Linked DNA regions of Rattus norvegicus: region 2 is linked to region 1. A link is a contact called in public Hi-C data. All regions are on one chromosome and are shown on one strand. The core of a region is the stretch at or near the end of the contact, and the rest is flanking DNA. Distances in the headings are between cores, read along the strand shown.

What was found. A called contact is a pair of places that touch in the nucleus more often than the background predicts.
Region 2: a Hi-C map of liver shows a contact between it and region 1, with 5 times the contacts expected there. The contact joins the promoter of Mospd3 here to the enhancer-like site in region 1. A contact is called at or near these places in 2 of 12 Hi-C or Micro-C datasets (liver and mammary epithelial cells).

What each region holds. Positions count from the first base shown.
Region 1 is chr12:24,575,046-24,579,846 of GRCr8, forward strand. Tsc22d4 (TSC22 domain family, member 4) reads right to left here. Exons shown (of 5, transcript NM_001044284.3): 4 at 1,938-1,986; 5 at 903-1,599. The coding sequence ends at 1,390. LOC134481171 (a long non-coding RNA gene) reads left to right here. Exons shown (of 2, transcript XR_010056498.1): 1 at 1-166; 2 at 735-1,286. Among named protein-coding and RNA genes, the nearest start is that of Spacdr, 3.9 kb to the left of the region's middle. Within about 2 kb of position 3,181, at least 30 of the 93 cell types and tissues checked have an H3K27ac peak or open chromatin away from gene starts, as enhancers often do. A contact at or near this core is called in liver, where this site is marked.
Region 2 is chr12:24,730,516-24,735,162 of GRCr8, forward strand. Mospd3 (motile sperm domain containing 3) reads left to right here and starts at 1,974. Exons shown (of 5, transcript NM_001025629.1): 1 at 1,974-2,302; 2 at 2,528-2,603; 3 at 2,771-3,000. The coding sequence starts at 2,098.

The DNA of each region.
Region 1 (4,801 bases), core at 1,931-4,430:
CTCAAAGAAGGTCAAAGATGAAGGCTGACACCTCTGGTCTCCACATGTGGGCAATGACACACAGTGAACACTCACGCAACAAAGAACAGGGGCCAGCACGCAGATGGACACCTGTAGTCCCAGCACATAGGAGGACCAGGCCTTCAAGACTATTCTCTACTATATGGTAAATTTGAAGCCAGGCTGGGGCTACATGACACCCTGTTTTAAATCACCATACCCTGACCCCAAAAGAAGATACAGGGTCCAATCTGGTTGGTTGGACCAAAGACTTAAAACTCTGCTAGGAGTTCCTCTCTGATGCCCAGAGACAAGACATTCTCCCTCAAAGTTCTAACTGCTGATGCCTTCCCCCCCACTAGATGGGGCCCTTCTTGGCTGGTTCTGTCTGTCTGGGAGAGAAGCCCAGGCTGTCAGGGAGGAGCCTGCTCACCCACTGGGCCTAGTCCTCATCCAGCAAGGGGTGGGGTAGAAGCCAAGGCAGCCTGCCAGGCCTGGCGAGGGCACCATGTGCCCAAAGAGCCTGGCCCACACCCAGCCTTAAGACAAGGGGCCCATTCAGGGTTCCCTGCCCTGCCTCCAAGCAGCCGCCCAGATCCAGTCCACAAGAGGGGACACACTGGGAAGCTGGGGGTGGATCCTCACACTCACCAAAGACTCCATTGTTATCTCCCCTCCTCACACCGCCAACCACCAGCACATGGGTAGACACCGCCCCCTACCTCTTTCCTTAGGTCACCCTGCCAGGCCTTTCCAGGGACCAAGACCATTACCAAGCCATTTTCTGGTATCTTCTCCAGGGTGACTGGGATTCGCTGTGTGTGTACCCACATGAGCGTGATGAGAGTGTGTGTTGGGGACAGGGTAACTATATAGCTGGACACGGCAACAGCACACCAACCTCCATATTCAAGTTTCTTCAGATTTTTTTTTAATTATAATTATTATTTTAATAACAACCTGAATCCAAGAAGTTGAAGATACTGTCCATACCCCCTCCCTGGGCAGAGGAGAGGGGGCACTTGAAGAGAACAAGGTGGGATGGTGAGGGGGCCTGCCAGGGAACCTCCAAATCTTTCTGAGCCATCTGCTGCTGAGGGGCTCCCCAGAACACTGATTCCCAGGGAAGGAGGTGGGGCTGGGTTCTTTCATGGATGAGGGGCTTCAGATAAACATCCCCTCCTGGGTTCTTTCTCTTCCGGCAAGGCCTGAGGCTTCTGGGGAGACCAGGTGGGAAGGGACAGGCCAATATTTAGCCTCAACTCCCATCCCTGGGCATTGGGGTCGGGCGTGGGCATTAAAGCTACATAGGAAGAGGGGGCAGGCTGCTGGCACAAGGCCCGGCGGCCAGTGGCAGCCCCCAAAGGCACATTGTGAGGGAAAGAAGGCTCAGATGGAAGGCCCATTGGGTGCAGAGGGCCCGAGCCTTGGGAGCCCCGAGGATGGCAGCTGGGCCAGCTGCTCCGGGCTGGCCAGGGCACGCAGCAATCCATTTTCCTGCTCCAGTGCAGCATTCCGCTCTGCCAGGTCCCGGATCTGCTCCTTCAGCACCTCCACCTCCTCTCGCACGGCAAACATGAGGTGGGACTTCACCAAGTCCTGGACCCCAGGGACAAACAAACCTTCAGGCCCCTCAGGCCACCTCCAACTGCCTCTCCCAACCCAGGCACCTCAAGGAAGTGGTTATGATACCCATCTCCCTTTGCTCAAAGGAGGGGGGATGGAGGTTAAAGGAGAAACGGGGCAGCAGGCAAAGGATGAGGGACAGGGCTCACAGACAGGGATGAGCAGAGGTTGAGGGAAGCCAAAGGTAGAAAAGTAGAAGCAGAGAGGGGGGGTGTCTGTAACTAACTGGAAAATTTTCATTCCCAAGTAATGGGAGGGGAGAGGTGCTAGGGACACTAAGGGGCCTCCTGGGGCCAAGCATCTTCTCTTACCATGGCTTGTTCAATCTTGTTGTCAATGCCAACCAGGCTTCCGGAACCACTGGAGAGACATGGGGGTGGGGGTGGGGATACAAGTTGAGGAGGAACCCCAAGTCAACTCTGCTACAGTCTTCTGGTGCTCCCTGCTCTAAAAGCCCAGCCTATGCCCACCCCACCCAAGTACCTGTGGCAGTAGACGATGAGAGGTAGGAGGCTTTTGTCCACCCCACAGCGGGATGAAGGTCGGTGCCCAGGCCCCCCCAGGCCCTGGTGGGAAGGAGGTCCCGACGGCCCTCGGATTGGGGATGACCCCCGTGGGGAGCATGGGGAAGACACGCAGCCCCTTTTTCGGGGTGTCCCTTGTGCCATCCCTACCACTCGAGTCTCATAAGATGATACCAAGGACTTCACAGAGACCCCTGGCTGGGACATTCCTGAGGTAAGGGTCATCAGTATCCACTCCCAACCAAAAGGCTGTGACAGGCAGAATGCCTGGGGGGCCCAGAGCCCCCCTGGGCACAGTAGAGTTCTGCAATGGATGCCAAGCAGGCAGAGAGGAGACCGGACCTACAGACTGCTGCTCTGAGAGATATACACCCTGCCCTCCCCCTCAGGGCAAGGCACAGCTGCCATTGGCTCCTCGGGGACACGGGGACCCCCTCCCTTGGCTCCACAGTGGGCGGGAATTCCCAGACACACATGGTCTGTGCCAGTGTCCCCTTCTCACCCTGGCACCACTCCCAGACTGGAGGGGAAGGGGAGGTGAAGTCAGCTGGTAAGGGTTGGGGGAGGGGCTGTGAAGCAAGAAGGCTGGCATGGGGAGGGGCTTGAAGGTGAGACCCTAGGACGCATGTCCCCAACCTATGCCTCCCTTTCTGCCCTGTCTGGATTAACCATGGTCTCCCTCAACTTTGAGAAAGGGGACAGACAAAGGGGGCAGGGTAGAAATATATGTATCTTAGGTGGCTCTTAAAACGTGGGACAGAGGGTCCCCCACTTCAATGAAGGAGAGAATTAGGAAAGGTTACCATAGCAACAGAACCCCACCACCATATTAGGAACCCTATAAATCAAAGGCAGCCACATACGGGACCTGAGACCTGGGTATGGAGGTCTTGCAGTGAGTCAGAGCTTAAGAAAAGGAAGAAAAAAAAAAGGTACGGCTGAACATGGGACACTGGACAGAGACGCAGAGACTTTAAATCAGTAGTCAGGTAATGACCCAGTTAAGGGGCAGGCCTGGCTGCAGTTTTGAGCAGTGGCCACCAGAGGGCAACTCACGCCTGGCTCAAATGCCCCAGGGCTCAGGCTCCTGACTGGCACCAGGTTAGAGAATCTGCTTCTTACTCAAGCCCCTCTGCTCACTCAGGACTTTCTAGGGTCTCCTTGCCTGCCCCAGGCTGCAATGTCTTCCCTTTGGCTGCCGGACCAGAGGAGGCAGGCTTTTGTTTCGGTTACCTAAGCTTCCTTTCTGCTTTCCCCAAGGACACCAGGGTCTCCAGCCCTGTGTCGTCCCTCCCCTCACCACCGCCCCCCCCCCCCCAGTCAGGGTGCCACTTGGCTCCATTCATACACTGCTGTCACTTTTGTAATCCCTCCCCACTGGCTGTCAACTTCAACCTGCTTTCCTACAGGGGGAATCTATACTCAGTCCAAGGTGACCCTTGCATGAGGCCCGGCCATCAGAAAGGGAGCTGGGAATTTTCCATTCCCTGGCCAAGATCTGGATGCAGGAGGTGCTGACAGGTAGAGCCACCAAGGAGGTGAACGGGCTAGAAAGAGCAGGATATCAGTGAGTAAGGACACGGGGCGGGGGGGCGGGCCTCCAAAGCCAGGGAACACGGGAGATGCTTAAGAATGGAGGTGGGGAGCAGAGAGGTTAGAGGGGAGAGGGCAAGAGGGCTCAGTGGGTAGACTCTTGCCACTAAACTCGACAACCTGAGTTCCATTCCAAGAACCTACAGTGTGGAAGGATTTCCCCAAATTGTCCTCTGACCTCCACAAGCCTGCCAAATTATCCCTGGACCCACATGTGTCAGCACACACACACACACACACACACACACACACACACACACACACACACACACAGGGGGGGGAGGGGAGCGAGGAACGGAGGGGCAGAACAGAAAAGGTGCAACCAGGCAGTATAAAATTTGTTTTCAAGATACTCCAATCCACAGTACCTGGGAGGGGAGTAGGCAAAATCCAATACCCCCTTTCCAGTGCATAGAGCAGCCAAGGATGGGCAGACGTACCAGAATAGAGGTGTCAGCCCCGCTTGGCGGACACTCCGGCAGACATGCCAAGTTAAATCCTCTACTCTTGCCAGAAATAAAGGAATAATACAACAGGCAACATTTGTTGGCTGGCTGATGGCTATCTTGTGTTTGTCTAGCTCAGGAGTTTTTCAAAGCACTTCCCCTATGCCATTCGAGCCTTAACACTTGAAGGGAGGAGGACTCTGGCAAGCCAGGCCTCACCTTTGATTAGCCCTGCTCGAGGGGCTGGTATGTGCTACACTGGGATTCTTGAGTAAGGCTGGGGGCAGGAAGGGCAGGTGCCGAGAGCCTCTAAGAAAGTCTACAGGCATGAGGACGAGATCTCCCCTCGCCTGAGACATGTTTCCCCATCAGCCTGCAAACCACCAGGGCTTCCAAGTCAGGTCAGGCTAAGACTGCAATGTCAGCCCAGCGTTGGTTCAGTGCACAACCTAAGTGGACACAGCAGCCCTGAGGGACAGACTTTCCCGTCCAGGAGGGCATCTCTGAAGGCTGAGAACAGAAGACACGAGTTGTCTGTGAAGGGCTGGACATGAAGGCCAGCTTAGCTGCCCACATATGCTCTAGGAGCCCTCAGAGGCTGAGCCTGAGGCC
Region 2 (4,647 bases), core at 724-3,223, 150 kb after region 1:
GGAGGGAGGGGGAGGGGGAGGGAGGGAGAGAGAGAGAGAGAGAGAGAGAGAGAGAGAGAGAATTTCTTTAATCCCAATACTCAAAAGGCAGAGGCAGGTGGATCTCTGAGTTCCAGGCCAGCCTGGTCTACAGCCAGGGCCAGTCTTGAAAAATAAACAAAATAAATAAACAAAATCAAGAAAAAGCATGATAAATCAGTTTTCCGTTTCAGTCTTTGCCATAAAACCAACTCATTTAATTTTTTTTACATTTATTGTTTGTTATTTTTGGTTTTCCGAAACAGGGTCTCTCTGTGTAGCACTGGCTGACGTGGAACTCTCTTTGTAGAGCAGATCCACCAGCCTCTGCCTCCAGAGTGCTTGGATTTGAGGTGTGTGCCACCATATCACACACATCCCCCCACCCCCATGCTTGTGGTTTTCGAGACAAGACTTCACTATGTAGCCTTGGCTGACCTAGAACTCCCTCTGTGTAACTGAACAGGTGAGTTTCAAACCTGTGGCAATCCACCCGCACCTGCCTTTAGTATTGGGACTACAGAACTGTGCCTGGCTACTTTTGGTTGTTTTCTTTTTCTCTTTGCTGTTTCTTTTTCTTTTTTCCTAATCATCATATTAATTACAGATAATTATGCGTTTTATAGAAATAAAATGATCTAATACAATTTTTATATAAAATGTGTATAAATGTATTTTGATCACATTCACCACCACCATTTCTCTTGTCCCCCATTCCCTTTCCCTTCCCAACTGGTTCCCCAAGCTCTCTTAGTGGTTCTTGTTTCGGGTTTTGGATGAACCAGTGTTTTATTGAAGTTGCTTCCAGGAGCATAGGCAATTTAATAATGGTTATCCCAAGGAAGAAAATGTCTCTCCCTTCCCAGCAACTACTAAGTACCTATAGGGGCCGAGCCTTGTAAGCACATCTTTAGTATCGAGTGTTTTCTCTGCATGTATATGACCCACGTACTGGTAGAGGTCAAGTGAGGGCGTTCGATTTTCTGAAACGAGTTATTGATGGTAATGAACCACTAGGTCAATGCTGGAAGCAAACCTGGGTCTTTTCAGCCACCAAGCTAACCCTTCAGTACCTCCCCTCTTTAAAAAAAAAAAAAAAAAAAAAAGTGTAACCGAAGCCGGTTATTTCTGCTTCATCCAATTCTACTTATTGATTACTGACTTAATCTTACGTTTCTCAGCCCCAAACAAGAAGGAAAGAAAAGCGAAATGAATAAAAACAAAAAACAAAAAACCCTAGTAACAGATGAGCTCAAAATAAACATATAAACTAACAAACGAACGAACAAACAAATTGCTAACTACTAATCCAGCCCCGCCTCTCCCACTTAATCTCAGAGAAGGAACCCAGGACACGTAAAATTCTTACCTAAAATCAAGCCAATCAGTGGTGCCGAGAGAAGCGCGTTTGGTCTTTGAAGAATACCAATCAGCGAACATTGGGGCGGAAGAGAGAAAGCATTCACCGATGAGAGAGATCGTACGGCGGAAGTGGATGAAGGAACTCTTGAGAATATGGCGTCCTTATTCTGGGCACAAGTTCACTGGAGGAAAACTTTGATCGCAAGGTGATTATCATAGTACAAGCGGCCATTCACAGCAGAAACCCCTGGCAGGTCACAAGCCGATCTTAAGGAAAGGGGTCGGGGACAATTCGGTGACCTGGAGAAAAGGAACTCTTAAGAGAGCGGAGTACGCCCGGAGACCGGAGCCGCTAACCCGGAAAAGGCGTGGTCAGAAACAGGGCGGGTTTACAGCGCCCCATACCAGAAGTCCCGGATTGGGAAGCGACTAGGCGGGACAGAGTTAGCCATGTGGGCGTGACCACTGCGGTGCGGTTTGGGGGCGGGACCTATAGGAACCTGGGGCCCAGCTGGCAGGGGAAAGGTTTGGGAACCCGGGCCTGGGGCTGCAGGATCCACATCTAGCGGGGTTCCAAGGCAGCGGTGACATCAGGCCTCGTTCTGCTCATGATCTCACCCTGCCCTTTTTTCGTCCCTCGCGCCAATAGCCCTAAACTCTAAGACCCTCTTGTCCTCCTGAGCTCTGCCCTCGGATGTCCGACCGCCCAGAGCCTGCATGCGCCGTGGGGCGCCCCAGGACCAGGAGCTGGTGGGTCCGGGGGCCCCTGGGCGGGGGTCCCGGGGCTCCCCTCCTTCCTCGGGACCCGTTGTCCCGGTGTTGGTCTTTCCCCCGGATCTAGTATTCAGGGCGGACCAAAGAAGTGGACCCCGGCAGCTGCTGACCCTTTACAACCCCACGGGAACTGCACTTCGCTTCCGAGGTGAAGAGATGGGCGCTTAAAGCTAGGGCTCTGGGGGTTGGTAGCAGGATATAGGAAGATTGTGTGGGCTGGAGGGATTAGTCAAGTAAGAAGCAAGATGCCCAGCTTTGGGTCTGAAAAAAAAAATCATGGCCATCTCTGGTCTGGGGTGGCTGACAGAAGTCCCGGGTGAAGCACTATGAGTGAAACTTGCCTAAGATCTCTTCGTGTATCTTTATCCGACAGTTCTGTGTACAGCACCTGCCAAATATACGGTATTCGATGCAGAAGGATATGTGAAGCCTCAGTCCTGCATTGACATGTGAGTGGGGAGGTTGGGGAAGCTGCCAGGCATCACGACTACCTGTTGCCTTTGGCCTGAGAATCTTTTCATCTGCTGACTGCAGTCACTCTGGCAAAAGTTTCTGGGGAGGAGATCTGGATGCACTTGGTTGGTTGCCTCTCACTTCCTTCCTCCCAATGGGTCAGTGTGATACGGCACGTGGCCCCCATCCCCAGCCACTATGATGTCCAGGACCGATTCCGCATTGAGCTATCTGAGGAGGGGGCCGAGGGACGAGTGGTTGGAAGAAAAGATGTCACCTCTGTTCTCCGGGCCCCAGCGTACCCCCTGGAGCTTCAGGGACATTCTGAGCCAACCCCCAACCCAGGGCCTCCTTCGTGGACAGGACCAACTCCAGCCAGACATCTTCAGGAGAGTGAGTTGAACAGATTCTTTGTGTGTCTCTGGGGTGTTGTATATGTGTATTGTGTGAGTATATATGCATATGAGTATATATGCATGGGAGTACTTGTGCATGTGTGTTCATGTTTGTAGAGGCTAGAGGCTGATTTCCCTCAGCCTTTCCTCACCATTATCTTTTGAGACAGGCTCTCTCACTGAACCTAATATACATTTTTTGGGGGGGCTAGGCTGGATGCCCGGCGCAAAGTCCACCTGTCTTCACCGCCCAAAGACAGGGATTATAGGCACACGCCTCCATGCCAGGTTTTAAGTATGTTCTAGAGATCTGAACTCAGGTCTCCATGCGTGTCAGCCCTTCACTGAGTCATCTCTCCAAAGGTCTTGTTTTTCTGCAGGGCTAAGCGTTGGCCTTTTACCTAAGGCCTACCAAGCAAGCACTGTACTGCCAAGCAAGAACCCCAGTCCTGCAGTGGGGACCCCTGAATTCTGTAGGGAGAGAAGAAGCAGTAGCATTACTGTAGATACAAATTGTGTGTGTGTGTGTGTGTGTGTGTGTTTGTGTGTGTCTGTGTTTGTGTGTCTGTGTGTGTGTCTGTGTTTGTCTGTGTATATCTGTGTCTGTGTGTGTGTCTGTGTGTGTGTCTGTGTGTGTGTTTGTGTGTGTGTGTGTCTGTCTGTCTGTGTGTTTGTGTGTGTGTGTCTGTGTTTGTCTGTGTCTCTGTGTGTGTGTGTGTGTCTCTGTGTGTGTCTGTGTTTGTCTGTGTATATCTGTGTCTCTGTGTGTGTGTGTTTGTGTGTGTGTCTGTCTGTGTGTTTGTGTATGTGTGTCTGTGTGTGTGTCTGTGTTTGTCTGTGTCTCTCTGTGTGTGTGTGTCTCTGTGTGTGTGTCTGTGTTTGTCTGTGTATATCTGTGTCTCTGTGTGTGTGTGTTTGTGTGTGTGTCTGTCTGTGTGTTTGTGTATGTGTGTCTGTGTGTGTGTCTGTGTTTGTCTGTGTCTCTCTCTGTGTGTGTGTGTCTCTGTGTGTGTCTGTGTTTGTCTGTGTATATCTGTGTCTCTGTGTGTGTGTCTGTGTGTGTCTCTGTGTGTGTCTGTGTTTGTCTGTGTATATCTGTGTCTCTGTGTGTGTGTCTGTGTGTGTGTGTGTCTGTCTGTCTGTGTGTGTGTGTGTGTGTCTGTGTGTGTGCGTGTGTGTGTGTGTGTGTGTGTGTGTGTGTGTGTGTGTGTGTGTAGATGATCCTGGTTGAGGTTTTCTATCAGGTGAGAGGAAGAAGACTTTGCAGTTGTACTGCTTTCTAGCTTCTAATCAGAAGGACAAGCTCTTCTCCAGTTCCAACTGCAGTGGCTCTTATCAGGTGCCAGCTACGTTCAGTTCAATAAAAAAGCTGGACTGAGCAGTCAGCTCTTGTGAGCTGGGTGGGAGAGATACACCTACCTGTCAGCCCAGGACACTGAGAACACAGTATGGAAGGCGGGAGGAAGACGGGGACCAGAGGACAGGCTTCTGGTGACTTCAGGACAGAGGTGCCAAGGAGAAGAGGACACAATAGAGTGTAAACACAAAGATACGATGGCACGGATCTCGGATACTGCCACGTGGGGGGTTGCAAGCAAGCAAGGAGGATTGCAGGTTGGAAGCCAGCCTGGGCTACGTAGTAACA